2 separate regions of the Sus scrofa genome follow, and region 1 is linked to region 2. A link is a contact called in public promoter capture Hi-C data. All regions are on one chromosome and are shown on one strand. The core of a region is the stretch at or near the end of the contact, and the rest is flanking DNA. Distances in the headings are between cores, read along the strand shown. Region 1 has its middle 35 kb from the start of SLC19A3. Region 2 has its middle 39 kb from the start of SLC19A3.

Region 1 (3,046 bases), core at 27-2,526, 74 kb after region 2:
GAGAAGGATGAAGCACACGTGTCCTTGCCCTGGAGAATGTCAGGCTAATATCAGATCTACACACATCGGCTCTGCTTAAATGTCTGCTTTCCCCTGGGCACTGTACATACGACAGCTGGGGCAGCCCTGTTCAGTCAAAACTCAGAATAGTCAGGGGTCCCCCTGTGGCCCAAGTGGGTTAAGAATCCGGCTGAAGTGGCTCAGGTCACCACAGAAACACAGTTCAATCCCCAGCGTGGTACAGTGGGTTTACAGGAACTGGCATGGTCGCAGCTGCAGTGTAGGTTGCAACTGTGGCTCGGATTCACTCCCTGGCCTGATATTTCCATCTGCTTCAGGTGTGGCCATAAAATTAAAAAGGGAAAATCAGGATAGTCAGCCTTCAGTAAGGGTGGGAGTCTTCTTCAGAAAAACCCACTAGTAATTAAGGATGAATGTGTCTATTATTTGCGGTTGCATCACAAAACACACTGAGACTTAGTGGCTTAAAACAACAACACTGAGCTTTTGTGGGCTGACAAGGGCTCAGCCTGGCAATTCTTCTGTCTCCTCCTGTTGCATGCAGATGGCGGATGGGGCTGGAGTCCTGCAGCGTCTATGGCAGGCAGGGCTGACCTCTTCCCTTCTCAGGCTTCTCCTCTTCACTTGACCTCTTCCTAAAACCTCCCCAGAATTAATCCAGAACCCCCAGTGGACCTTTGTGAACTGGGTGGAGGAGGTCAGACTTTACCCTCTGGGCAAGGGTGAACCAGATAGGACATTGAAGCAGGGGAGTGGCATGATTAGAACTCTTCTCAAAAAGTCCCCTCTGATGAGGAAATAAAAGACAAGTGTTTGCAAATCCTGGAGGGTGGAGAGGAAAGGAGGGGTTGGGAGGTGGGCAGGAAAACTTGCCAATAATTTGGAAAATGTGAAACCCCCAGGATAGAATTAAGAGGCTTCTGTGAAGTGGACTCTATTCTACTCATGTTTGAACATGAACTGTTAATTCCAGTCTACGGGGAGAGACCAACACCTCAAGAGATAATTAATATTTAACAGATATTCTTACTGAGTATGTGGGACTTTCTGAACACTTTTCATTTAGCTCATATAATCCACACAACGATTCTATGAGGCAGATTTTGTTTTACCTCCATCTTACCGACAAATAAAATGAGGCACAGACAGTAGCCGATTTACCCGAGGTCACTTAACTGGTAGTTGGCACAGGCTGGTGGTGGAATTTAGGCAGCTTGGCCCCCCCGAGCTGCTCTTAAACACAGCCCTGTTCTGCCACCTGGTGGTTCCTTGTGGGAAGTGCAACAATAGAAGTGTGCCCTGGCTGTTCCTCTTGGGGAGGTCAGAGAAGGTGACCTGGAGGAGGTGACCTTGAAGCCAAAATTGAAAAGGCTGGGCTGGGGCCATCCCAGGCTGTGGGAGCAGCACGCTGCAAGGTGCAAAGGCTCTTACAGTCCAGACACCATGAGCGGGGAACATGATAAATCTGCTCAGCTTTTTCTTCTCCTTGGGGAGAAGATTTTTGTGTATTTCTAGGCTGGGAAGGAAAACTGGTCTTCAGCAAAGAGTCTCAGAACTTCCTGATGGGGTTGGGAAAGTGGATCATGAGCGCCCTGAAGGCTGTTTTGGAAAACATGCCCTGAATGTGAGGAGAAAGAGCCCATTCTTCCTGCAGTATAGTTTGGTCACCAGGGCGGTGAAGGGAATCACCCAGGCTCTGTCTTTTATCAGAGATGCACTGCAGCCTCATCGAGCATCTGATCATTTCACCTGCTCCCTCAGAGGAATGGGAAGTGAGCTGCGCTGACTGCAGGGCTGCCCGTGTAGACCTCGCCTTGAGAGTGTGCGCTGCTGTCCTGAAAGTTCCATGAGGTTATTGCGTTTATTTATTTATTTGTTTGTTTGTTTATTTACTTATTTCCTTTTTATGGCTGCACCTGCCATAAAATTTTAAAATAAATTTTATTGGAGGATGGTTGACTTAGTTGTGTTCGTTTCGGGTATACCGCAGAGTAGATGAGTCAGGCATATACCTTTATCTGTTCCTTTTCAGATTCTTTTCCCATATAGGTTATTACACGGTCTTGGGTTGATTACCCTGTGCTATAGAGGAGGTCCTTGTTACCTATCTATTTTATATGTGATGGTGTGATTTTGTCAATCCCAACCCCCTAATTTATCCCTCTCCCCACCATGAGGTTATTTGAGGCCAACGGGTGTGAACACACAGGTCAGCAGCCCTGACAAGATGCATCTGGTCTTGACACCTAAAATCCCTCTGTGCTGCCATTTGAGTGAAAGTAAAGCAGGTCCCCTGACGGATAACTTCCTTGGTGCTGGCAGTTGAGAATGATTTTCTTAAGAACCATTAAACACACACACACACACACACACACACACACATGGACAGAGAGAAAACTACCTTTAGAAGTTGACAGACTCTTGACGCCTTGAAAGCTTACGTGGGCTTTCACACATTCCTTTCTTTCCTTGGGGAAAACTCTCTTTCAGAAGAGTTTGCAACATTTGGGCATCAGTGGCAAGTGGAAGAACCACAGGTTGAAGTCTAGAAGGCTGACACAGTAACAGTTGAAGATTCTCAAGAAAGACACTCTTGTGCGCTGGATGCAGTGAAAGACCGAGCAAGATGGCCTGGGTACAGCACAGCCAGCTCACATGGGCTTGAAATAAGCTCTGTGGTTTCAGAACACTGCTTGCCTCCGTTTCTCCCCTGGTTTTGAAAAAGGACAATATTTGCTTATGCCGGGGGTGGCGTGGGAGCTGTTGTTTAAAGTTATAATAATAAGAGAAAAAGTGGGTGGAATGAAATGTAGATGGTGGGGCCAGTGAAGATACACATTTTTCTCACAGGTCAAGAAATAGCAACCTTTTTCCTCCCCTCGCACTCCTCCCAGGTACAAGACATTAATTTTTATGGTCTTCTGTATAAGAGGGGAAACCTGGAAAGAGCTTTCATGCGAAATGAGGAAGTGGGAAGGAGGGTTACGGAGTCTCAGTGGGTCGTTGCTAACAGAGTAAATGAGTT
Region 2 (2,979 bases), core at 388-2,887:
TAGAAGAAACATCATCTCTTACTTGATGGGGATGGGAGAGCATCAGGGCCTCTTTGAAGAGAGGAAGGGCTGAATGGGAAAATGTGCCAAGAACAGGCAGACATGGAGGAAGATGATTTGGAGGAAGAAAGGAGATGGGAGTTATTTCACCTGGTTAATAGGGAGAGCCCTAATGCTGCCAGGATTTTCCAGGTTCTTGAGCTCAAATGCCAGCTTCGTCATTTTCTAGCTGTGATTTGAGGCGTGTGGTAGTTGATATTATCCTTGCTCTTCATTGCTGCCTCCCAACCCCCTGGGAGAGCAGTGACATGTTCATTTTGGAAACTCATTTAACCTGACCACCTTCTCCTAGTTGCTGGTATCTGCTGACCGCCTGATCTCTTTTTGGTAGTCATCAAACCCTTTGGCAACAACTCTTCATCCCAAGTCTTGCCATTAACTTACAGTCCTTCAATATCTACATGAAATACATCTTGTCTTTCTGGTTCCTCAATCTTCTCATTTCCAAAGACCCATTTTTTTCATTCTACCTCAATGACCCACTATCTTGGCCACTCCCTATTCCTGCTCCAGTAAGAAATTCAGTCATCTTGTTCTGATTACAACAATCTTTTCTTGGTTAGTACTTGATCAACAACTTCCACTGCACCATTCTTCACCAAATCATCTCTATTCTTATTCCAGTCTCCCAGGCTTCTCCTTTCCTTCTTTATTTCCCTAATTATTTCTACAATCATTATACCAATGCCCTAAACTCCATTGCCTGTACGTGTTTTGATCATGCTTTGGGATTTTTACAGAGCCCATTTCTTAGTTGTTGATTTTACATTCATTGTTGTGTCTGTTGGATTAATAACTGAGTTTTCCCTTAGGCTGTACACTTCATGACATCGGAGTTCAAGTATGTTACTGTCGATTGCAAGTATATCCCCAGTGCCTAGAAAAGGGTCTGATAGACTATGGGTTTAATAACTATTTTTTGAATGAATGGAAAGTCTACTGAGCCCCCTTTGCCTCACTTTATAAAGTAGGGATCATAATATAGGCTTCAGAGTAAGGCTGTGAAGATTAAATGCGATCCATGAATATAAGGAATCTAACACACTATGTGGCATAAAGTTATTGCTCAATATAGTTTTGATTCTATTTTTTCCTTCTTCCCCCTTTTCCTTCCTCCCATTTTATAACTAGAAACTGTTTACCTGCCTCCACGAGTATATGGGTGTTCTATGGTCCAGACCCTGGTCTTAGCAGACAAAAACAATGAGTGGTGGCCCAAGGAGGGGTGGAGGGCTCGTTGCTGACCTGTGGGGATGTTCACAGGTTCCTTAGTCTGTATTCCTCCAGACCCTTGACCATTTCTACTGTGCCCGATGCAGGTGCTTCTTCCAGGGGGAAGTGACAGGGAGACCATTTACTCAGAACAGCCAGAGACCTTTGTTCTTGGAAGGATGGGCAGAGAGGCCAGAGTCCAGGGTTGTAGAAGAGAGCTGAGGTTTCCAGCGGTTATTAGAATTCTTTGGTAAGAAACAACTTTGTTGGCTTTGACCTTCAACCTCAGCTCTGAGATATGCTGGGAGGCTTCTGGGCCTGGAATCCTGCCTCTGCAATGCCTCTGCCAACTCCACTTTTTTTCCAGTGTTTGAGTGGCTGTCCCAGTTGATTCATTTATGTGCCTGCCTTGCCCTTTGATCGTCTCATACTCAGGCTGTTTACCAAGATTGTAATGAATAGCTTGTAGCGTTAATTTACTTGGGGAACTTGGTAAAAATATAAAAGTTCTGTTCTCATTTCTGCAGTTTCTGATTGGATAGATAAGGTTTGAAGTCCAAGAATCTGCATATTTACCCACCCTTGGTTTTACTGATGGAGTGGTCACAGTTTGGGGCAGTGGACCGGGGAATACTGCATTTCACCCTCTCCTTTGGCCCCAGTGTCCAAAAGGCAACCCTGAGGTATATACCACAGTGGCCATTCACAAAGGAAGGGAGTGAGTTTGTTAAAACTACTTAGGGCTTTCTCCCACCTTTCATGCAGATCCTGGAATGCCTTTCCAAGAGGAGGTTCCAAAATCTTCTCTGTGCAATTTTCAGTTGCTACTCCATGAGTCTCCTGATTCTGATGTGCCCCACCCTCAAACGGAGGACCATTCTGGCCCACCTGTCCAGATGGCTTTGCCAGAAAGAGACCACCTGAGGGTCAAGTCTGCATGCTGTCCTGGTTTAGTGCTGCCCCAAGTGCTATGCGAGGGCTACACCGAGTGAAAGAGATACACACATGAGTATCTGACATTCTTTTAAAAAAAAAATTCGAATGGCTTTTTTCATTTTAAAAAATTTTATTGGAGTTCCCATCGTGGCTCAGCAGAAATGAATCTGACTAGTATCCATGAGGATGCAGGTTTGATCCCTGGCCTTGTTCAGTGTGTTAAGGATCCAGCATTGCCAGGAGCTGTGGTATGGGTGCAGATGTGGCTCAGATCTGGCTTTGCTGTGGCTGTGGCATAGGCCAGTGGCTATGGCTCTGATTTGACCCCTAGCCTGGGAAACTCTATATGCTACAGGTGCAGCCCTGAAAAAAAAAAAGAAGAAATTTATTGGAGTATAGTTGATTTACAATGTTGAGATAATTTCTTCTGTACAACAAAATGATTCAGCTACATACATACATACACCCATACTCTTTTAGATTCTTTTCCACATAGATTATCACAGAATTTTGGGTAGAGTTCTCTGCTATACAGCAGGTCCCCATTGGCCAATCGTTTCATATATCTCAGTGCGCATATGTCAATCCCAAATCCCAGTCCATCTCTCTTCCCAGCACCTGTACCTTTGGCAACTACACATTTTTCAAAGTCTGTGAGTCTGTTTCTGTTCTGCAAAAAAATTCATTTGTATCCTTTTTTAAGATTCTACATATAAGTAGTATCATATGATGTTTGTCTTTCACCATCTAACTCTACTCAATATGATAATT

Evidence for each region. Promoter capture Hi-C pulls out the DNA fragments that hold promoters and counts their contacts.
Region 1: a promoter capture Hi-C map of liver shows a contact between it and region 2, with 6 times the contacts expected there. The contact joins two enhancer-like sites. A contact is called at or near these places in 1 of 5 promoter capture datasets (liver) and 18 of 47 Hi-C or Micro-C datasets (alveolar macrophages, brain, embryonic fibroblasts and 11 more).

Annotation. Positions count from the first base shown.
Region 1 is chr15:129,129,640-129,132,685 of Sscrofa11.1, forward strand. No RefSeq gene overlaps it. Among named protein-coding and RNA genes, the nearest start is that of SLC19A3, 35 kb to the left of the region's middle. Within about 2 kb of position 1,277, at least 11 of the 83 cell types and tissues checked have an H3K27ac peak or open chromatin away from gene starts, as enhancers often do. A contact at or near this core is called in fetal liver and liver, where this site is marked.
Region 2 is chr15:129,055,459-129,058,437 of Sscrofa11.1, forward strand. No RefSeq gene overlaps it. Among named protein-coding and RNA genes, the nearest start is that of SLC19A3, 39 kb to the right of the region's middle. Within about 2 kb of position 1,638, at least 11 of the 83 cell types and tissues checked have an H3K27ac peak or open chromatin away from gene starts, as enhancers often do. A contact at or near this core is called in fetal liver and liver, where this site is marked.